Linked DNA regions of Mus musculus: regions 1, 2, 3, 4, 5 and 7 are each linked to region 6. A link is a contact called in public Hi-C, HiChIP or PLAC-seq and promoter capture Hi-C data. All regions are on one chromosome and are shown on one strand. The core of a region is the stretch at or near the end of the contact, and the rest is flanking DNA. Distances in the headings are between cores, read along the strand shown. Region 1 holds the start of Fa2h (fatty acid 2-hydroxylase). Region 2 holds the start of Terf2ip (telomeric repeat binding factor 2, interacting protein). Region 3 holds the start of Gabarapl2 (gamma-aminobutyric acid (GABA) A receptor-associated protein-like 2). Region 4 holds the start of Zfp1 (zinc finger protein 1). Region 5 holds the start of Adat1 (adenosine deaminase, tRNA-specific 1). Region 6 holds the start of Cmtr2 (cap methyltransferase 2). Region 7 holds the start of Wdr59 (WD repeat domain 59).

Evidence for each region. Promoter capture Hi-C pulls out the DNA fragments that hold promoters and counts their contacts. A called contact is a pair of places that touch in the nucleus more often than the background predicts. HiChIP or PLAC-seq counts read pairs in DNA pulled down with a chosen protein or histone mark.
Region 1: a FOXA1 HiChIP or PLAC-seq map of pancreatic cancer cells shows a contact between it and region 6. The contact joins the promoter of Fa2h here to the promoter of Cmtr2 in region 6. A contact is called at or near these places in 1 of 39 promoter capture datasets (stem cell-derived epiblast-like cells) and 1 of 115 datasets of contacts at active chromatin or transcription factors (pancreatic cancer cells).
Region 2: a Hi-C map of CD8 T cells shows a contact between it and region 6, with 13 times the contacts expected there. The contact joins the promoter of Terf2ip here to the promoter of Cmtr2 in region 6. A contact is called at or near these places in 2 of 39 promoter capture datasets (liver and pre-B cells), 4 of 484 Hi-C or Micro-C datasets (CD4 T cells, CD8 T cells, muscle stem cells and 1 more), 1 of 115 datasets of contacts at active chromatin or transcription factors (thymic regulatory T cells) and 2 of 9 other capture datasets (adipose tissue and liver).
Region 3: a contact with region 6 is called in a promoter capture Hi-C map of pre-B cells, with 5 times the contacts expected there. The contact joins the promoter of Gabarapl2 here to the promoter of Cmtr2 in region 6. A contact is called at or near these places in 3 of 39 promoter capture datasets (the HPC-7 cell line, liver and pre-B cells), 2 of 484 Hi-C or Micro-C datasets (CD4 T cells and the HL-1 cell line) and 2 of 9 other capture datasets (adipose tissue and liver).
Region 4: a contact with region 6 is called in a Hi-C map of uterus, with 7 times the contacts expected there. The contact joins the promoter of Zfp1 here to the promoter of Cmtr2 in region 6. A contact is called at or near these places in 1 of 39 promoter capture datasets (pre-B cells) and 1 of 484 Hi-C or Micro-C datasets (uterus).
Region 5: a promoter capture Hi-C map of pre-B cells shows a contact between it and region 6, with 8 times the contacts expected there. The contact joins the promoter of Adat1 here to the promoter of Cmtr2 in region 6. A contact is called at or near these places in 2 of 39 promoter capture datasets (liver and pre-B cells), 2 of 484 Hi-C or Micro-C datasets (CD8 T cells and muscle stem cells) and 1 of 9 other capture datasets (liver).
Region 7: a promoter capture Hi-C map of pre-B cells shows a contact between it and region 6, with 6 times the contacts expected there. The contact joins the promoter of Wdr59 here to the promoter of Cmtr2 in region 6. A contact is called at or near these places in 1 of 39 promoter capture datasets (pre-B cells) and 1 of 115 datasets of contacts at active chromatin or transcription factors (pancreatic cancer cells).

The regions. Positions count from the first base shown.
Region 1 is chr8:111,392,506-111,395,566 of GRCm38.p6, reverse strand. It overlaps Fa2h (fatty acid 2-hydroxylase), which reads left to right and starts at 1,746. Exons shown (of 7, transcript NM_178086.3): 1 at 1,746-2,084. The coding sequence starts at 1,815.
Region 2 is chr8:112,010,061-112,012,921 of GRCm38.p6, reverse strand. It overlaps Terf2ip (telomeric repeat binding factor 2, interacting protein), which reads right to left and starts at 1,563. Exons shown (of 3, transcript NM_020584.2): 1 at 780-1,563. The coding sequence starts at 1,440. Kars (lysyl-tRNA synthetase) reads left to right here and starts at 1,568. Exons shown (of 14, transcript NM_053092.3): 1 at 1,568-1,712. The coding sequence starts at 1,654.
Region 3 is chr8:111,939,244-111,942,116 of GRCm38.p6, reverse strand. Gabarapl2 (gamma-aminobutyric acid (GABA) A receptor-associated protein-like 2) reads right to left here and starts at 1,414. Exons shown (of 4, transcript NM_026693.5): 1 at 1,265-1,414; 2 at 902-957. The coding sequence starts at 1,298.
Region 4 is chr8:111,642,075-111,645,052 of GRCm38.p6, reverse strand. It overlaps Zfp1 (zinc finger protein 1), which reads right to left and starts at 1,610. Exons shown (of 4, transcript NM_001037665.2): 1 at 1,441-1,610.
Region 5 is chr8:111,990,382-111,993,676 of GRCm38.p6, reverse strand. It overlaps Adat1 (adenosine deaminase, tRNA-specific 1), which reads left to right and starts at 1,375. Exons shown (of 10, transcript NM_013925.5): 1 at 1,375-1,496; 2 at 3,265-3,295. Kars (lysyl-tRNA synthetase) reads left to right here. Exons shown (of 14, transcript NM_053092.3): 14 at 1-238. The coding sequence ends at 69.
Region 6 is chr8:110,216,616-110,219,454 of GRCm38.p6, reverse strand. Cmtr2 (cap methyltransferase 2) reads right to left here and starts at 1,495. Exons shown (of 2, transcript NM_146215.4): 1 at 1,369-1,495.
Region 7 is chr8:111,520,598-111,523,586 of GRCm38.p6, reverse strand. It overlaps Wdr59 (WD repeat domain 59), which reads left to right and starts at 1,480. Exons shown (of 26, transcript NM_001170742.1): 1 at 1,480-1,659. The coding sequence starts at 1,606.

The DNA.
Region 1 (3,061 bases), core at 497-2,996, 1.2 Mb before region 6:
AGGAAGAGGCAGGCAAATCTATATGAATTTAAGGCTAGTCTGGTCTATAAAGTGAGTTCTATAGATACAGTGAGATCCTGTCTCAGAGAGAGAAAGAGAGAGAGAGAGAGAGAGAGAGAGAGAGAGAGAGAGAGAGAGAGAGAATGTGTGTTCCTGTGCAGACCAGGGAGGGTACAATTCTTTGGAGCTGGAGTTAGTTATAGGTGATTGTGAGCTGCCTGCTGGGAGCTGAACCCTAGTGCTCAGGAAGAGCAGTGAAGGGTCTTAGCAATTCTCTCTCTAGACCCACCATAAATAATTTTTCCTTCTTGGAAATATTACAAGTTTTATTCTCCATTCACTGGATTGTGGCTCATCCAGAAATCAAGAATACAATGATCAGTCAGAATAAAAGATCTCACAAAAGAGATGACGTGTGCACACACCCATCAGTTGCCAGGCAGGCCAGCAGTTCACCTCTACCTCTGAAGGGCTCCAAAGCCACTGCCCTTCCCTAACAAGAGAAAAGAGGAGGAGGCTGGGGGTGAGGGCACTGAATCAGCCATGTCTTTATTACAAGATTGTGAGGTGACAGATTTGCTGATAGGTGGACAGATATACAGTAAATTCATAAGTCAATAAAGTAAATAGAAATTCCCAGGATAAACACTTCACTAGTCTTCCACAACTCAGAACTAATGCAAAAGGTCCACAATGAACCCAATAGAAAATGCTTAAATAAAAACACAATCCAGCTATGCGGCTTCCCAAAGCTGTCTTACTAATAATGGCTTTTATTTCCATACAATATAATTTATAAAAACATCTGGAAGGCTGGCCCGGTGGTTAAGAGCACTGGCTGCTCTTTCAGAGGACCAGGGCTGCCAGCATATACACAACTCCTCACAAACTTCCCACAAATCTCCAGTTCCAGAGGATTGACACTCTCTTCTGACCGCCAGAGGGATGGCATGCGCATATGCATACACACACTCATACACAAAGTAAAATAAATCCTTTTTTAAAGTCGTCTGTTCACTCACCCAATGCACCCAGTGAAATATGTTTTGGGATTTTTTTGTTTCATTTTTATTTAAAATTGTAATAAAATGTGTACAATATACGTTTCAGAAATAAATATTCAGCATTTAGATGCGCATTCACACGGTGGGACGACGTAAGTTTTTAAACATTAAATATAACTATATATAATATTTAATTATATAATATATAATATTTAATTATTTAAATATATAATAGATACTATATAATAATTATATATAATTATATGTGATTAAATATTAAATATAATTAATTTCCAAATATTAAATATATTGTGGCTGAGTTTATATATTTCATACCCCCCAACCCCTGGGACTAGACCAGACCTCCGCCCTAGTGACTCTTGTCCTTGGCACCTCTTGAAACTGCCGAATTGAATACAGTAAGTTTCCCCCTTGAAGATGCGGTTCCTTGAAGATGTAGAAGTTGCGTGCCCGCCGAGGAGGTGGTCCTGACAGTCACCTTCAATGCGCTGGCATCCACCAGCAGCCGGGCACACCTGGTGGGCACGCCCTCTACCTGCCCAGGGCTACCTGGCGGGCCGCGCTCAGCGTCTTGCTCTCGGGGCTCGGGTCCCTGCGGGCCAATGGGGAGGCGGCTCCGGGCAGCAGCCGCGTCCCACCGAGTGGCCAATGGGAGCAGGGCATGCAAATGAGCAGGTGCGGTGGCGGCCGGCCCGTTGCGGCTGCCCCGGCTCCCGAGATGTTAGAGGCGCGCTGGGCAGCCGCGGAGCAGACTGCCGGGCTCCGAGATCCGAGCTCCGCTCTCCCGCCATGGCCCCCGCTCCGCCCCCCGCCGCCTCTTTCACGCCCGCCGAGGTCCAGCGGCGCCTGGCGGCCGGTGCCTGCTGGGTCCGCCGCGGGGCCAGCCTCTACGACCTCACCAGCTTCGTGCGGCATCATCCGGGGGGCGAGCAGCTGCTGCTGGCGCGGGCTGGCCAGGACATCAGTGCCGACCTGGATGGGCCACCTCACAGACACTCCGACAACGCCCGCCGCTGGCTGGAGCAGTACTATGTGGGCGAACTGCGAGCGGACCCGCAGGTACCAGGCGGCCCGGGGCACTCCCCGCTCCCTGCCTCACACCCCTCCCCCAGTCCGCCACTTTAGAGAGCTCAGATCACCTGCCCTCTAGGAGAACGCAAGGTGACAGCCTCCACCCTCACTTCCCTCCGTTTTCCCAGTTTCTCTCCAGGTAACCGGTCACTGACACCCCCTCTCCCATCCCCCTATTTCCCGTTCCTATCACCAGGAGCTTGGTGTTCCCGCTACCCCCCTGACCCGGCTGCATCCTCCTTCCAACATGTCCCTTCTGCAGCCCCCCTACCGCCTGACAACTTCGACTCCTGTTTCTGCCTCCAGCCACTACCTCCCACCCCACCCCCTTTCTCTCTTCTCTTCCTTTTCCTTTATCAGCCTTTCTGGTTTCCTTTCTTGTTTCAGTAGTGGGTCCCTAGGCTCACCTGGCCTCAGTTTCTCCATCCCACCACTCTCTTGGTTCAAGGAGACACAAATCCAAAACTCTGCTCTGCCCCCTTCAGGGGCTCCTGTGGGTGAGTGAGTGAGGGGCCCGAACAGCGTTTTATTGATTCTATCCTCCAGCCCCCGGTTTTATTTCCGTCCTAAACAGTGTTGTGGGTTTGAAAGAGTGAAATAAAATACACGAACCAGCTTGCTAAGGAGAAGTCGATATTTCTAACCCAGACTATGCTAAACTCTCGGTACTGCTGTGTGGTACAGACTCATCTTGGATTTTTACCTTCAACCCATCCTGGGTGTTATTCTCATTTCAGGATGTGGAAACAAGGGTTCAGTGAAGTTCTATAAATGTCTGAGGTCAAACAACTAGGTAGTACAAAAATCAAGTGTTTCTTATTCAAGAATCAAAGTCGTCTCCATCTGGAGGGTTGGGAGACAGAGCTCTTGGTAGACTCAGGTGGAGCCAAGCTAACTCCTTATTCTCAAGCCTGATAGCAGGACTGGTGACAGCAAGGCCATCGTGATTAGGTTAAAGCAACGGT
Region 2 (2,861 bases), core at 314-2,813, 1.8 Mb before region 6:
AACCTCAAGTGCTTAGAAATTCACCTCACCTAAGAAGACCACAAAGCAACTTTCCTCTTTATATAGAAGTACATTCAGTTAAGCCAAAATACGGAAAGTAAACTGACCTGCCATGCCATTCACATAGTTTATATTGAGTAAGACCAGAATATAGGCAATATCTTAAAATGAACGGCCAGGGGCCTTTTCTCAAATAAAAAAGATGGAGGATGAGAAGAAGAGGAGGAGGAGGAGGAGGAGGCGCAAGAAGAGGTGGAGGAAAAGGAGAAAAGGAGAGGAGGAAGGAAGGAAGGAAAAAGGGGGAAGGGAAAATATCTTTGAAATTTCTGAAAACAGAAACAGGTTACCCTGTTACCTCCTGGGTATGGTGGGTAGGAAGGGTAGAAGATTTCCATATATACTGTACTGTGTTCCTTTTGAACACAGAGCCGTTTTTGTAAACTAGTTACTGTTCCGTAGTCTCAGTCACTCCGAAGGCAGGAGAATATTTCAGGCATAGAGTTTGGGGACAGCCTGGGCGACACAGCGAAGAGACTCAAGTTCCCCGCCCTCCCAAACCCAAATCCATCAACGAACAAACATCCAGTCAACGGGAAGGAAAAGTTAAATGAAAAGACAAATTAAAACCAGAAAACAAGGGATAAGAGGAAACGGTGCACTTTCGCTTCGGACCTCAACAGAGAAGAGGGGCTGAGCTATGCCACCCACGGCGCCCAAAAAGACGCTCGCTGACAGGCAGGCAGCCCCGCCCCCCGGAGCCCCGAAGGTGCCGGCCTCACCTCCGCTATCCGCGGCCTCGGGGTCCTGCTCCGCCTTCCGTTTGAGCTTCTGGGAGGACGGGCTGACCGGGGCGTTCCCGAGCAGGTACTTGTGCTCCTGACCCCGTAGGTGCTTGAGGTAGCGGTCCTTGAGCGACTGCCAGGAGTGCTGCGTGAGCGAGCTCTTCTCCATCGCTTTCCACAAGGCATTGCCTGTGACCGAGCTGGGCGAACGGGCGTTCTCCTTCACGTAGGTCAGGATGGCCACATCTTCCGCGTCGGTGTAGGCGATGCGCCCGGTCAGGGGCTGCGGCTCCGGTTCCGTGGAGCCCTCGGTGGAAGCCCCGGGCTTCGGATCGGACGCCTGCTCCGTCAGGCCCAGCCGATAGGCCTCCAGGTCCAGCTTCTCGTTGCGATCCACGCAGTCTAGGATGTACTGCGTGGAGATGAAGTCGCCCGAAGCCTCGGCCAGCGCCTCCCCGGGCTGGGCGAGAAGCACGGCTCCGGGTTCCTGCACCCGACACACGGTGCCGCCGCCGTGCAGGATGAGCGTCGACAGCCGGCGCTTGGCCGAGCTGGGCCGCACGTAAAACGACATGGCGCTGCCGTCTTCTCTCACGAACAGAGTGGAGGAGTGAGTGGGCCCATTGGGGTCTTTACCCAGATCCATCGCCTCCGCCATACCTGTCGCCCCGCTGTACAAGTAAAGCGCAGAAACGACACCACTAAGACGGACTCTCCGCCGGAGGAGCCCAGCACTGCGCCTGCGCAGCGAGAGTCCGGCCGAGGGCCCGCCCTCTTTCCCGGAAGAGGCAGGACTTAGAGCCACGACCTGGAAGTTCTAGTTCTACGCTAGTCATAATTTTTTTTTTTCTGGGTCGGGCCAGTGGGGAAGATGGCCACGCTGCAGGAGAGTGAAGTCAAAGTGGATGGCGAGCAGAAACTAAGCAAGAAGTAAGTGTCGTTGAAGATCTCTAAGTGTCTCTTGTTGCAGTGTTCCGATGGGAAGTGCCTGGAGTTTTCCCGCCAAGGCGACTGTGCCTGGGGTCCCTCTTGTCTTTTCCGGTGGGTGAGCACATGCTGGGACAGAGATGCAGTGCCGTAGAACCTACAGCCTCCAGGATGCCCCAGGAGGATCAACTGCGTGGCTGATGGGTTCCCTGGTCCTAGCCGTAGGGACGAGCATACCTAGGGAAAGCCAGCACAGAAACCGGGAATGGTAGCAAAGAAAAGTGAAACTAACTTTTCCCTACCTTCTAAGAAATGCTCTTTTAATTGAACCACTCCCCCAACGGATAGACTGGAAAATGGTTAAATATCTTTGTTCTTAAAAGAAGAACCTTTACATTATCCTTGGCCTATCCAAGGTTATTCTGCACCTTGGGTGTTAAAAGGGGGTACGTTCTGAAACAATAGTGTACCTACCCATATGTGTCACTCAAAGGATCTGTGACACGGGAGCAAGTGGCCTTATTTAGCGGGATACACCAGGCTCCCTTTGCACTGCTGGGGGTATCTTTGTAAAACACTCCAAATCCCAGAATTGAGTAGGCAGATAAGATTACCCTCCCTTTAACTGGTTGCTTTTAGGACTACACTCTAGTCCACTTGACCCACAGAACACTAGCAATGACTTGAATGTCTTCTTAGTGCCTGGAACTACATAGTACCCTCCAAAGCTGTAGGAAATAACTAGTTTAAGCTGTCACATACCATGGCTGCTTTCGTTAGTACCCTAGCAATAAATAAATCCCCTTATTGATCCCCGAGGGAAATACCAGAAACCTTCTAGATAATAACTGGGTTTCCTTTTTATGGCTGTGTTTCTGCTTTGTGTGGTTTAGAAGGATTTTAAAGAAAATGTTTAAATTTATGGGTTGCAGGCTCCCTGGTTGGTTGTCCTTTGTGTGAGCAGTTTAGTGGATTCCTTAGCGGAGGATGGGTGAGTTTATTAAATCAGTAGTTGGAATTTTGAGTCACAAGCGAAAGAAAGTACCTCAGTTTTCAGGTAATTTAAGGAAGCCTTACTGCTGCTTTCAAGTCACTTTTCTTTCTTTCTTTTCTTTTTTTTTTTGGTTTTTCGAGACAGGATTTCTCTGTGTA
Region 3 (2,873 bases), core at 165-2,664, 1.7 Mb before region 6:
CCAAACTCTGAGATCAGCTGCCTCTGACCCCTGAATGTTGGGACTGAAGGCACGTGCCACCCCACTGCAAGGGTAGCTCTCTAACATTTTATCTAGGCCGATGAAAAGATTGATCTGGCTAGGGTTTCATCTGTCATCTTTTGATCCATAGATAGACCCTGTTAGAGCATTCCAATCCCCAACAACACTGGAAAGAAATGGATGAACTAAGGGCAAAGCTATACAACTACAGCCACCCAAGAGCCGACATTTTCATTTGGCCTGTTGCTTCTCTCTGAACAGTTAACATTTATCCTCCTGCTTCTCAAAGGGACTGTTTACAAGCAAAGCACTACAATAGTAAGACTTTATGTCCTTCAAAAATCAATAGTGATATCAGAAACGATCGCCCCAACTAGGGCAGAAAGCAGAAATAAAGCAACATACTTATTGATTAGAGGCAAAACGAGAGCATTTCAGATTTGTTAGTCAAACAAGGATGGCAGAATCAGGGTAAAGAGAAACTCGAAGTTAAAGGTCCAGCGTTAAAGATGACTACCTTGAAAGGATGCTACCGTATCCAACCCCAAATGCCAGTCTCCCTCCACCATCATTCCCCAAAGTGGCAGTGACCTGTTGCCCTGTCCTAGAACACGGTTCCTTACATAATTGGTGAGGGAGCCGAGAGGCTGCAAGCAGCTTGCTGCCCTAGATCGGGAGATTCAGCACTGGTGCCCCTGGACAGCACCAGCCCCTTAAGCCCCAAGCTTGGGCCGGCGGAACCCCAGGCTGTCCTCGGTCTCTGGGCTACACCTTGAGACCTTAAGTTCTCAACTGTTGCACGGCCTAGCGCGCCCGCCCGACACCTCTCCTAGACGCTAAGGGTGACAGCGGGGTGAGGGGGCGGGGAGTCCACACTCACCGGAACTCGGTCGGGGTACTTCGCTCTGATCTTCGCGGATTCCACGCATCTGTGTTCTGGGGAAGAAGAAAACCAGGCTGACATTCGCACTTGCCGGACAGCAGGGCCGCCGCTGCCGGAACCCCTTCTTCCTGTCCGCCCTTCTCCGCCCGCAACCTGCCTGCGTGCGTACGCCCCGAGTCCTAGCCCCGGAGTCCCTCGCCACAGATCCCCTCAGGAACTCCCAGCGAGATCCACGTAGGGCGACACGGGTCCGTGGGAGGCGCCAGGATGCCGGGGCCTTGGCGACCCAGCGGGCCCGGCAGGGCGGCGGGAGTGGGGGAGGGGCCGCGATCTGGGGCCCCGCAGGCCGACCGCGCTTACCCAGAGAGTGGTCCTCCTTAAACATCCACTTCATGGCGACGGGAAGCGACGGAGCCGGCTCTTCGAGCCGCGGACTTCGGCGAAGCGACCACAACAACAACGGAGGCGGCGGCGGCAGCGACGACTACTCCACAGGCGGGACTTCCGGCTGCCGGAGCCTAGCAACCTCCCGGGGCGGGGCTTCCGGCGGGCCTGGTAAGAGCTTCAGTAGGCTACGATTACGTGAGAGGGCGGAGCCTAAGCGGAGACCTAGGAGCGCTCCTGGGAATGGAGACTGACGTAGGTGGCTGGGAAGTCTGTGAGTGACAGTGGAGACTTTAGGAATTAGTGACTGGAATGGAGTTTCAGGATTGTGCATGACAGGCAGGTCATGGCTCATAGCTTGGAACGCTTGTAAAGGGCTCTGGAAGGGGAAGTCTGGGGCTTAAGGAGAAATGAATATTAATTTTTGGCTGGGTGAGAAGGCGGGAGCTCGGCATGGAGGGATAACCTGTTCCAAGCGCTGTGTGCAACGAGTACTGGTGACCACCTAGAGGTCTAGTATAGGAGTTGTTGCACCTAAAATTTGATTTAAACAAATCTCACTTCCCACTCACGAATACATATTTTAAACATTCATGAACACTTATGAACAAGTACCACACATACTCATTTAGTCAACGGAATATCCCTGATCACAGAGATTCTTTATCGGAAACTGTCAGAGGCGAAGTGCCAGTGTCAGGCGGGGAGGATTCCTGGGAGAGCTGGTCATAAGACACCCTAGGAGAAGGAGCTGGCAGTGGGAGTGGCTCGGCACTAACCCTGAGCTGTGGGTGTCACCTGCCCTAGGCACAAGCCTCGAGGTTCCACCCCTGTCCAAGTCGTAGCATAGTCATCCAGGAAGTCGGCTCTGGGTCACCATCTGTTTATGCACTGGTGAACACAGAACATGAATATGCAGTTAATCGGCCACCTGACCACGTGCTTATATGATCTGCCGCATCTGTAGAGCCAGTGTTTGAACCTTGTCATCAATCATTCCCTACAGTTGAAATTCCTGATAGATGCTGTGGCTATAACTTCATTCTGAAAGTATTTGTTATTTTCCACTGGGGGGAGGGGAGAGACTCAGTTCCCAGCAGGTAAAAACGCTTGGTGCCAAGCCTGCCAGACGGAGTTCAATCCTGAGGACCCAAGTGATGGAGGACAACCTGTTTACAAAGGTTATCTTCTGGCCTCAAGGCATTCACTGTGGCAAGCCTCCATACACATACACACCCAGATGCAGGGAAGATAATGAAAATCTTAAGGAAAAAAAAATTTAATTTAAAGAACTTTTAAAACTTTGTGTTAGCTGGGTGTGGTGGCCCATGCCTTTAATCCCAGTACTTGGCAGGCAGGTGGATTTCTGAGTTCAAGGCCAGCCTAGTCTACAGAGTGAGTTCCCAGACAGCCAGGGCTACACAGAGAAACCCTGTCTGGAAAAAAAAAAAAAAAAAAGACTGTGTCTGAGCAACTAGGTGTTTGTCTTCTGCAAAACAAAAAATGCATTGAGTGTTATGTTGCAGACATAACACAGTGCTGTTCTGGAGACTGGGAGAAATCCATGGAGCAAAACAAACAACAC
Region 4 (2,978 bases), core at 361-2,860, 1.4 Mb before region 6:
CAGACAGAGCCACCTGCTTTACTTGCGAAAATGTTAAAACTTTGTAAAGATTTATTTAATATATGTAAGTACACTGTCACTGTCTTCAGACACACCAGAAGAAGGCATCAGATCCCACTACAGACGGTTGTGAGCCACCATGTGGTTGTTGGGATTTGAACTCAGGACCTTCAGAAGAGCAGTCAGTGCTTTTACCCCACTGAGCCATCTCTCCAGCCCAGTAAGAGATTTTTTTTTTTTTTTTTTTTTTTTTTTTTTTTTTTTTTTTTTTTTTTGGAGACAGTGTTTCTCTGTGTAGCCCTGGCTGTCCTGGAACTCACTTTGTAGAAATCCGCCTGCCTCTGCCTCCCAAGTGCTGGGATTAAAGGCGTGCGCCACCATGCCCGGCAAGAAATCATTTTAACCTCAGTAGTCTGTCACTTTTCTGTTCTTATAGCCACTTTAATGACTGTCTGCTGTGCCAGGAAACCGCAAAAGCTATGCCCAGCTGCCGTGAAGAACAGACTGTGTTCAAACAATAAGAAACCACAAGAACTGTGCCCTGCTGCCCGTGAAGAGAACACTGTGTTTAAGAGATAAGGAAATGTACTTTTGCTTAGCTTTCATTTCAAAGAAACGGGGGTTGGAGGTTCGGGATTACTGGAATTTATGTAACCATGGATTTTTTTTTTTAGAAAATGATTAACAGCGGTAAAAAGATTTAATGAATAAATCTTTAGTAAATAAAAGACTGGGTTCAGTTTCTGACAAGAGAACACATGAACTGACAGCTTGTATCCACTACTGACTCATATATTATTCAGTCAGCACCACTCCCACTCACCCCTTTCTCAGGACCATCCTCACCTCAAGCTGAGGCTGGACCTCGGCAACATACTTATATGAAAACTTTTACCCAAGCTAAACAGAAAAGTCAATATTAGAAAAAAAGAAAAGCCAATGTTAGGAAAAAAAAAAAGAAAAAGAAAAATCTGTTATACTGACGCTCAAACCGGAAGTAACGGGATAGACGTGATAATTCCGTGACAATATAACTGGAAACACCAGACACCAGGAACAAGGAGGTTCCAGGAGCCCGCAAAGCCACCGTGGGGGCGTGGCTAGCACCGTGAGCCCCGCCCCCACACCCTCGTGGAGGGTCAAGCGCGCGCCCGCCCGCCAGGCTTCCAGACTCGCCCCCGCGCGGCCTGAGCCCCGCGACGGCCAGCAGTGGCGCGTCTCCCCCCAAAGGGAGGCTGAGCCCGGGAGCTGCCCGTCCTCCTCCGACCCCACACACGCCGACCGCGAACAGCCCATAGGGACCGACTCTCAGAAGAGCTCGAGGCCCGACCCTACGCCCAGGGGTCGCCGCGGCCCGCAAGGCGTCGAAGTTGAGACTCCCACTCCGGCGCAGACGCGACCTTCCTCCCGGGCCCGCGCATCCCGGCCTTGCAGACATACCTGGAGGGGTCTAGCCTCCACTCGCGGTTCCGGGTCACGAGGCTCGCGGAGAAGGGGGCTCTTGTCACCCACTCGCGACTGCAGGTGGGGGAAGGGCGAGCGCTAGCGCTTTTGCGCAAGCGTGCACCTTGTGGAGCGAGCGGCCGTTCCCAGAGTCCTCGGAGCTGTGACGCTGAGGTGTAGGACTACAATTCCCATAATGCCTCTGAGCCGCGCTGCTAGGAACTCTGGGAAACGTACGCATTATTAGTTGGGTAGGGACCGTTTTTTCCAAGTTAACAGTCTGGTTTGTGTTACGGTCCCTTTCATCTTCCTGTGCTGTTAAAAACCCGGATTTGGAGTAACTGATTAAAACTTTCAACAACAAAATATGTGCGTTAAAGCAAATCTCAACCGCACTGGAAGCACACACCTTTCTGGGTGTGGTAGTGCACGCCTTTAATTCAAGCTAGTGAGAAGTAGAAGCAAGCAGAGATCCCTGGGAGTTGGAAGACTTAGAAAGTCTCAGTCCAGTCAAGGCTACAAAGTGAGATCCCCGTGTTACACCCACCCAGACACACACATTACCACTACCACCATTTTCCTTAACCTCTCGGCTCTACAGTTACTTTTGGAAGCACTGGCACAAATAACCCCATGTTTGTTGGTTTGAGACAGGGTCTTGTCAAGCCTAGGCTGGCTTCAAACTAATGATCTTCCTGTTTCAGCTCCCTGCTTACTGGGTTCTGGAGAGGGGAGGAAGCTAAGTAAACTCACTTCAGATACAAAAGCTTCAAAATGAAAGCTTCATTTTCTGTATGGGGCAGCCAGTTCTGGATCTGAACCTCGTCCCCCAAGGGAGACTGCACTGCAGGATGGGAACACAAAGGGGGGCGGGGAGGGGCTGTTGCAGTGACTAATCATATTTTGACACAAGGAGTTAAGGAAGTTTAACATTGGTGGTTGTGCCTTATCCTGGTTTCAATGTCCTGAGTCAGCTTTTGCAGTCAAGTCCCCTCCTGGACTCTGACCTGGCATTTAGAATGATAAGGGAACTGCACGTAGTCCGTTAAATCACGACAGGAAATAAATACACTTACTATTTGCATGCCTTAGTTAGATAATGGGATAATGGCAAAACCCCCTTTTTATATCCATTACTGGTTAACACACAGACATGAAACACCTGAAGAAGCAGGATAGGAGTTGATTCTGGGATCTGGGAACATGAACTCAGTTTTGGCCCTGCCAGCAAGATGGAACTTGTTTCTGAGATGGTTAGACTCATGAAATGTCTCCTAACAGGCGAACGGTACCATGCTCAGTATGATTTTATTTCTGTTTTGACCGTGATTATGAACACTGCATAGCTGCATGCATATGGTGCACATCCATACATATAATAGTCAAAACACTCATGCACATAAAATCGTAAAAATTTGTTGTTGATGATAATTTTAACTTTGCATAAAATATACACAAAACTATTTCTGAGGCATGGGGGGGTCAGGAAGGAAAGGAACGGGGATAGAATTGATCCCAGTGCTCAGAAGTAGAGC
Region 5 (3,295 bases), core at 126-2,625, 1.8 Mb before region 6:
GAGGACAAGAAGGAAACTGCAGCGACCACTGAAACCCCAGAGAGCACAGAGGCCAGCCCCTCTGTCTAGAAGGCACATGCAACTATGGTGTCTGCATCTCAGCAGATCTGGTCTGAGGGAGCGATTCCTGTGTGGCGCCGTCCATCTGGCCACTGCAGTCCAACCTCCACAAGAGAGAAGAACTAAAGAAGTTCTTTTTATTCCTCGTTACCAAATAAATCATTTCTCTCTTTACCCATGCAGTGTTACTTTTTCTCCCCCGGGCTGCTGGTCTGATGAGTGGTCTAATTAGAGCTCTGTCATTGTATTCTTTTTAAGATTTATTTTTATTATCAATTGTGTGTGTGTGTGTGTGTGTGTGTGTGTGCATTTAGAGTGCAGGTGCCCTGAGGCCAGAGATGTTGGGTCCCTTAGAGCCAGAGTTACAGGCACTGTAAGCTGCCCAGCACGGAGGCTGAAAAACGAAGGTCAGCCCCATGGGAGCAGGGTGTGCTCTTAACTCCTAAGCCAACTTCTCGGCCCCACCTGCAGTCAGAATCTCTAATAAATGTATATTAATGTCTGTCTATTCAGTATGAGCCATTGTGCTGAAATACTGGAAACAACCAGAGAACAAAAGTCAAGTCACTTCTTCCATAAAAATCCCTTTTATTTTCTTTAGGGCTTGAGTGCAGAGTTGAGGGAGAACCAGACCAGATCCAGTGCAGGTTCCTTTTGGCTGGAGGCAGACTTAGACTGCAGTACAGGAGACATGGCTCAGTGCTGCAAGGGATTGATGCTCTTACAGAGGACCAGGCTTCAGTACCCAGCACCCGTGTGTCAGGCAGCTTGCAACCGTGATCCAGTTCCCAATACCCTTTTCTAGCTGCCTTGGGCATTTGCATGCACATATGTGCACAAATTGACAATTGATACAGGCACACGCACATAAATCTTTTAAAATATATACATGCATATATGTCCATAAGACTGTATTTGAAGAGCCGGGCAGTGGTGGCTCATGCCTTTAATCCCAGCACTCCGGAGGCAGAGGCAGGTGGATTTCTGAGTTCGAGGCCAGCCTGGTCTACAGAGTAAGTTCCAGGACAGCCAGGGCTACACAGAGAAACCCTGTCTCGAAAAAAAAAAAAAAAAAAAAAGAAACGATTTGAAGAATAACAATGGGTTATGAGAGAAATGAGTGAGGGCCAGGTCATCCAAGCCCATGACTGAGGTGAGAAACTGTCAGAGGATCTGCTTATAGTTCTGTTCAAAATTTTGATGAGATGCGAGCTAAGTCGGTCTTTGCTGCGGAGGCGGCTTCCTCCCCTTTGCACCGTTCCCACAGACTACAAAGACCAGCGTGCTTTGCGGGCAGAGCTTGACCGGAGCGGCCCTCTAGGGCGTCACTTCCGCTGCGCAACCTGGTTAAACGAGCGTGGCGGTAGAGGGGCATCGCGTGGAGGTTGCGGCGCGTGGATAATAGGGTGTGAGGGACTCCGGATCGGCGTCTCGGGGTTAGCTCTACACAGTTGGCCGAGGGGAGGGCGGTGGGGGGAGACTGTGAGGACCTGTGTCCACTGCTCCCACGGGGAGGGGTCTCAGCCCTGCTAGGCTCTCCAGCCCTGCGGTAGGAAGGGTGGGAAAAGAAGTGTTTGTTTGTTTTTTCAACCTTTGCACTGTTATTTTTAGCCAAAGCAATACCTGTTGTGAGCTGCTTCGTATGAAGGAGCCCTGGGGTTGTAGAGATGAATTACAGCGGACCCAAAATATCGAAACGTTCGACAACTGCGTGAATGACGTGATGTAGTTTGGACCGCTTCGTCCCCTTGTTTTGTAGTTCTAATGTGTACCTCGAATTTAATGGCAGATGGCTACCTTCATAAAATAAACTTCTGTGATGCCTATCAGGAACTAACAGGATTCTGGGATTCCTTCTAGAAATACAAGACTTCTCTGCGTTAGACTTGAAAGTTACAATCTCTGTCAGCCCCTGCCAGAATAGTCATTACCATTTACTGCAAAATGTGCCTGCATTTTGCAGAAGTCTTAGAAATACCTTGCCAAAACATCGCATCAGAGCTCAGAAAAAAAACAAACTAACAAAAAAAACAATTCTGTTGTTTATTCTACAAATGCTCTGCCATCTCTAGCCATCGCGTGAGCTCATCTACGGAGCTTTTTATATAATCGACTGAAGTCGAGCTATATCCAGTGAGCGCTAACAGCCAAGAGTGAGAGAATTTCTTCTGCCAACTGTAGGCCTCTTTCAGATCTGATCTGCATAATGTTCTGTTAGGTTGTATGGAAGTGGCTTGGTGTGCCCGTTACATTGCTTCTCTTCTGCCACCAATACAAATTTCCCAGATCACCAAATGTTGTATCTTCTGAATGCTAATCACAGTATATAGACATTTGCCTTTTTAAGTATTTATAAGAGATGTTAAATACTAGCTAGGTGGCACGTGCCTTTAATCCTAGCACAAAGGAGGCAGAGGCAGGTGATCTCTGTGCGTTCCAGGGCACCCAGGTCTACAGAGCAAGTCCTAGGACAGCCAGGACTGTTACACAGAAAAGCCCTGTCTAGAAAAAAAAATGTTAAATACTATTAGTCATGTTTTAACAGATGTGAAAACTAATTACCCAGGAATCACACAGTTCATCTGTATTAAAACTGAGATTGAAACCTAGAAAGTATAACTCCATGCCCACACCCTTAAACACAGCTGCTGTGAGAGCTTTCAGTGAGAGACTTTGGAAATTTGCTGGAGTGAGGTAGATTAGAAACGGAGGAAAAGAACATTTGTCTCAAAAGAAACCTTGTAAGGTGCTAACATGCCCAAAGCAAGCTGAAATCTGAGAGGACAGTGTAAAACATAGAATGGCCACATTCATTAACTTATCATTTGTGTTGATCTTGAAGAAATAGCTTGTCTTCTGGGCTTCACTCTTTTTTTGTTGTTTTTTGTTTTGTTTTGTTTGTTGAGACAGGGTTTCTCTGTGTAGCCCTGGCTGTCCTGGAACTCACTTTGTAGACCAGGCTGGCCTCGAACTCAGAAATCCACCTGCCTCTGCCTCCCCAGTGCTGGGATTAAAGGCGTGCACCACCACGCCCGGCCCCTGGGCTTCACTCTTCATTAAAGATGGGAAGGGAGGGAGGTTAATAAGAAAAAAAAAAAAAAAAAACAACCTTAGTCTGAGCACCGTGGGGCTTCACTAGAGATGGCTGGAGTGTTGGAGTGAGGTTCTATCTTACTACGCTGTTTCTCCTTTCTGTTCTGATAGATTTGGCTTTCTATAGTGGCCTCAGCTCCAG
Region 6 (2,839 bases), core at 246-2,745:
TGTCACAACTACTTACGAGTCCCACGTGAGTAGAGATTTACTGTCACAAACAGCAACATCATTTAACAGTTAGAAACTGTATTTAGAAAAGCTCTTAGGGGGAGGCAAAAGCAGGGCATTTCTGCACGCACAAAAACTCTACGTAAGAGCAAACAGAAAATTTACTACAATGAGCTCATCTGTCTTGATCCACGCTGTGCTTACTGGGAACCGCAGCTACATTTAGACCTCCAATACATTCTATTTTGGGGGGAAAAAAAAAGTCTACTTTTAGTCATTAACTTCACATACTAATTAGTGGCTGTGGTTAAGCTGTGAAATCTTACCGAAATTAAGTGGATAATTGCCTTCACTTGCAAACAACTAAAAGGATTCAAACGCTCCAAGGTTCCTGACTGTACTTGAGCCTTGCTGCCAACTCATTCTTAATATTACCGCCCCCTTATCCATTCCACTCCAGCCACACAAGCCTGCTGTTCACTGAAGACCCAGGCCACACCACGTTGGAACACTTTGCTCAATACTAAGAGGCAAGCTCTACCTGGGCTTTACTCCCCCAAGTATCTATCTAGCTAATCCCCTCAGCTCCTCCTGGTATTTGCTGGAAGGCACTTTACTCTGTGAAGCCTATCCTAACACACTTATTTTGAAATTGCATCTCGGGCTCCCCATGGCCCTTACCTCACTTTCTCCCACGGCATTCATGTTTATCACTTATTTCTTTTCCCCTGTGTTCTGTTTGTGACTTGTCGTTCTCAACTTCCTCAAACCAGAATGTAAGCTCCGCACTTCTGCAGGACAGTTATCTTTTATTTTGCTCACTTACATGCCACCCCAAAAGGTTCCAACAGTGGCTGGTGGGCACTTAAGTACACTAACATTAACTGGATAAATGGACGAATATTACACTTAGCCCAAAAGACAAAGCTCTGAACAGAATAATGCATTTCAATTTCACCCTAGCATTTCAATGTACGACTTAAAAACAAAAAAAATTTCAATTAAATGCATAAAATTTTTTTTCAACTAAATGCATGCCGTTTCCAAAGTGCATGTGAGGCTGATGAGTATCAACTGTATTATTTTGCAGGCTCCAAGTGGAAGACAGGAAGCTTCCTGTCCAAAGCCACAAGGAAATGATTATAAAATTTGTAAGTCCAACACCAAAGCCTTTAAGTTCTCAACAGCTGTCAGGTCTAAGTGAGCATAGGGAGTGTTAGCAATGGTCCCGCCAACTTTTCCTAGGAAATAAAAACACTGGGGCATGTGCAGTGCTCACACTGGGTCCTGGGACAGCCACCTCTCAAACACTCATTTGAGCAGCCCCGCCCCTTGCCCGCAGCGAACCGTCCGGGAACTGTCACTCACCGAGAAGCCGGGTCCGCATTCCTTCAGCCCACGCCCACCAGAGCCCCTCGAGCAGGAGCAGAGTAGCACCGCACACGCGGTCCTCACTCTAACGAGCCACCTGCCACTTCCGCTCCCGGGAACAGCTTCCGGGGGTGGCGTCTCCTCTGCGTACTTGGCAACCGGGTCGCGGACAAAGAGGAGGGAGCGCCTGGAAGACCGCCCGGACCTGCGCACGCGCAACTGGAGCCAGATCCTCCTCCAGACCACGCCCCCACCGGCTGCGAGGCTCTGACAGCCACACTGCACAGGCGCCTTCCGGGAGGCCTATCGTCACGCGCATCGACGTCACTCGGGAGGGTGGCAACTCCTGGAGCTGAGCTCTGGTGCGGAGAAACTTGTCCGTCTCAGCGGGTCGCCATGGCAACGGAACTGGGCTTTGGTACCCGAAGGTTTACCCTGGATAGATAGATGCTAGTTCCTAGGAGAGACTGCATTAAAATTGAAGCTCAATGGATAACTTGAGTGCAAAACCAAATTAAAGAAACGGAAGTATCATCACTTGGTGTGTTTACATATTAATAAACCAAGGAAAAAGAAAACCACCCGGTGTAGTGCCACAAGCCTTTGATCCCAGCTCTCATGAGCCAGAGGGAAACAGATCTCTGAGTTCTAAGTCACTCTGGTCTACATAGAGAGTTCCATGTCAGCCAGGGATACCAGAGGATGGACTCTCAGGCCTGGGACTCTCTAGTTAGGTTAGACTGTCCAGCTAGTCACTGGTATCCACCTGTCTCCACCTCCCCAGCTGTGGGGTAGCCACAGCTGCTGTGCGTTTATAAGTGTAACAGCCATCCTTTTTAGAGGAAAGCGCTTCACAGCACTTCCCTCATCCTCTCGCTCTCCCACTCTTTTCACCCACTCTTCTGCACTCCCCTTCCCTGAGCAGGTGTTATGTAGATGGCCTGTCTATGGCTGAGCTGTCAGTCACTTCTCAGAACTTTGACAGAGATGAGGGAAGAGCACCGTATTCAGAAGGCAGTTTGGCAACTTGACCATTTAGAGAAAAAAAAAAAAATCAGTGGACTCTCCCTTAGAGCCCACGATTTGTTAGTTATGGGTTTGGGCCATAACTAATACAAGGCATGAATTCCTCTTGTGGAGCAGGCAAATACCTACTGAATATTTTAGAAAAGCTCCCTTAAGTTCCTTCCTAGTCTTCCACCCTCAAGAAGCAGCTATCACTGTATTTCCCATCACCCTAATTTAGATGATCTGGTCTAGAATTTCACATAATTCAATCATTACACTTTGACTCTTCTCAGCCTCTCCCTGTTCAATTTATTATTTAAAATGTTTTCATCTGTATTGTCTTGTGTCTTTAAAATTTATATTGCAAGGGGTTTGTCATTCTGTGGGTTGACTTTAATCAGTTCTTCTACTGAAGGCTGACTGTTTAGTTTCTAGACTGGTGATATTACGAATGGACCTG
Region 7 (2,989 bases), core at 231-2,730, 1.3 Mb before region 6:
AGTTCATTCTGCCAAACATTTATCTACCATGGAGGGACCAACTGTTCTTTTTTCTGGTACTGAAGGGTTCTCTGGGATGCAAGTTTTTTTTTTTGCTGGTTATAGTGGTAAAACCTAGACTGTTCCAGGCAGACGACAGTGAAATGATAGTCACCCTAGCCTACAGACAAGTTTGTCTGACCTTTATAACCAGCGTCTGCTGGGGGAAAGGAGTCTACACCTCCTCTCCATTCATGCAACGATCTTCAGAGAGGAATGCTGGTGACAGTTTATACTTGAGCCTTTACAACATGTCAGGCCTAGTGCTTGGCTCCTCTCAACAGCTAAGTATGATATACCCCCTTCTGTAGACAAAGAGATGCTAAGCCAGTTAACCCAGGACTTCAAAGGATAGGGTTGAAGAGGAGCCAACTAGTATCTACTATGCTAAACTTCCTGATTAATTTTTATTTCATCCTCAAAAATTGTCTAAGACTCCAAAAACTGTGTGGATAAAGATATTGCTAGTGTTAGAAATTAAAACCATGAATAGGGAAAAAAAACCATTATGGTTAAATGGCAACTACCATTAACATTAATTACACATCTTCAGTGAAAAAAAATAACACTTTTCAAAACCAAAATGATGTTATCAAAAAGAGGGTCAGCCGGGCAAGTGGTGGTGCACGCCTTTAATTTCAGCATTTGGGATGCAGAGGCAGGCAGATTTCTGAGTTCGAGGCCAGCCTGGTCTACAGAGTGAGTTCCAGGACAGCCAGAGCTACACAGAGAAACCCTGTCTCAAAAAAAAAACAAACAAAAAAAAACCCAACCAACCAACCAAACAAAAAAACAAACAAAAAAAGAAAAGAAAAAAAGAAGGAAAAAAGTCATGTCGTTTAATATTCAGTTTAAACTTCCTCTCAGAGTAAATTCCCTCTGTACTACACATCCTCGGGAGAACTATACCGCACAGTGATGTTAGTAAGATTATAAAATTGTTTTTACCTTTAGGGACTTGTTTTCTCCTCCACCCCCAAAGTGTTGTTCGTGGAGAACCTCAGGAACTACTTCAGAGGCACGGCTGTACAGCATGAAACAAAAAATTGTGCACTCAGATTTTTCAAAGCCTTGATGGCAGGAATCAGAAGAGGTTTTTTCCCTTGGTAGGGATGTAGGTTTTGTTTATAGGCTATGTGTAGGAGAATACGGGGATACCAACCAAATACCAGCAAAAATACAGGACAACTGCCATCTACTCTCTGAACTCAGGCTCTTCCTGGGTAACTGACGCTGTGCTGACATTTGACTACAATTCCCAGCAGAGCTCACGGCAGGGGGCGTGTCGGCAGCCGCGGGGTGCCCAGGTGACTCGTACTGATGACGAAATGAAGGGGCGTTCCTGTTTTGGGGCAGACCTGGTCCGTGGTTGGGGGAGAAAGCAGAAGAGGCGGGGTCTATCATTGGGGTAGCCAATCAGTTGTGGTCAAGTGAAAGGGAGAAACTGGGCGTGGCCGGATTTATTAGCAGGCTGTGTGGGGCTTACTCACGCGGGGAGTCTCGGACTTGGGGGTGGGGTTGGGGGTGGAGGGTCGCCTGCTGGCACCCCACGATCGGGCTAGTGAGATGGCGGCGCGCTGGAGCAGCGAGAACGTGGTGGTGGAGTTTCGAGACTCTCAGGTGAGCTGTGCGTGAATGGAGCCATCTGGGAATGGAGCCATCTGAGCATGCGCTTTCCGTGGTTTACACCCTCACCCGCCCCCCCCCCCATCCCCGCACCCCTGCACCCCCGCCTTTTCATCCATCCCTTTGCTCAGGGTGGGAAGATGGACGCGGTGCTCATCTGGAGCTGTCAGTCAGGATAGCTAAGGAAGCTTTGATTACTGGTCAGGACAGTTAGGGCAAAGGCGTGTATGGCCTTTAGGGTTCCAAACAGGCTTATGGTCTTGGGACGCCAAGATAGTGATTGTAAATGCTAAAGGGATTCTGACCTTGTTCAAGGTAGTGAACTGGGGGAGGTGTCCACTCCCTGAGGTAGTCGACTGCACTTGGTGACTTCGGGAAAGTTGCAGAACTTCTCTGAGCCTCAGTTACTTGGACCAAGTCTCACCTTGGACCATTTTGGGGGTGAATTTGTGAAATACTGTTTTGCGGAGCATCTGTTTCAGCCTAAGTGGTTGCTAATGTGGGAAATACTCTGTCGTTGACAAGATACATGTATTGCTTAGATTGGACACCTGTGAGCCCATCCCTCACATCACTCTCCACGCCTCGGTTTTCTTTTCTTTTTTTCTTTTTTCTTTTTCTTCTTTCTTTTTGGTTTTTCGAGACAGGGTTTCTCAGTGTAGCCCTGGCTGGCCTGGAACTCATTCTGTAGATCAGGCTGGCCTCGAACTCAGAAATCTGCCTTTTTCTGCCGCTGCCTCCCAGATTAAAGGCAAGCGCCACTACTGCTCGGCTATGCCTAGTTTTCTTACCTGTAGAAGGGAGGTTATTATACTTACAGGACTGGCATGAGAATTTTATGAGGCCACATGTTTAAGAAGTGTGGCACATGGCAAGCTTTAAAAATTGTTAACATTGGAGGCCTGCAAGGTGGCTGGCAAAGGCACTGCTGCCAGGCTTGCCAGCCTGAGTTCCAGGACTCACATGTCAGGAAGAACCAGCTGCCATACAATGGTCTCCTTCCTCCATCTGAAAGACTCCGAGAGGAGCCCCTCACTCAGGCCTCGGGACAATAGTGGACACCCAAGAACTCAGGAGAGACCAAGCTTGATGCAAACCACACAAGGCTTTATTTGGGGAAAGCCAGAGCTCTGGAGACGACTCATATCCCACGCAGGGGTAGAGGAGTCGACCACGAGGGGAAAAGGGGCCCAGTTTTTATAGGCCTTCAGGGGGAAAGGAGAGGGAGGGAGAAGGGGATTTCCAGATCTAAACAATGTCTATTCTCAAGAAATGGGTATGGGAGGGGTACAAGGAAAGAGTCTGGTGCAGGTGTAGCAACTCT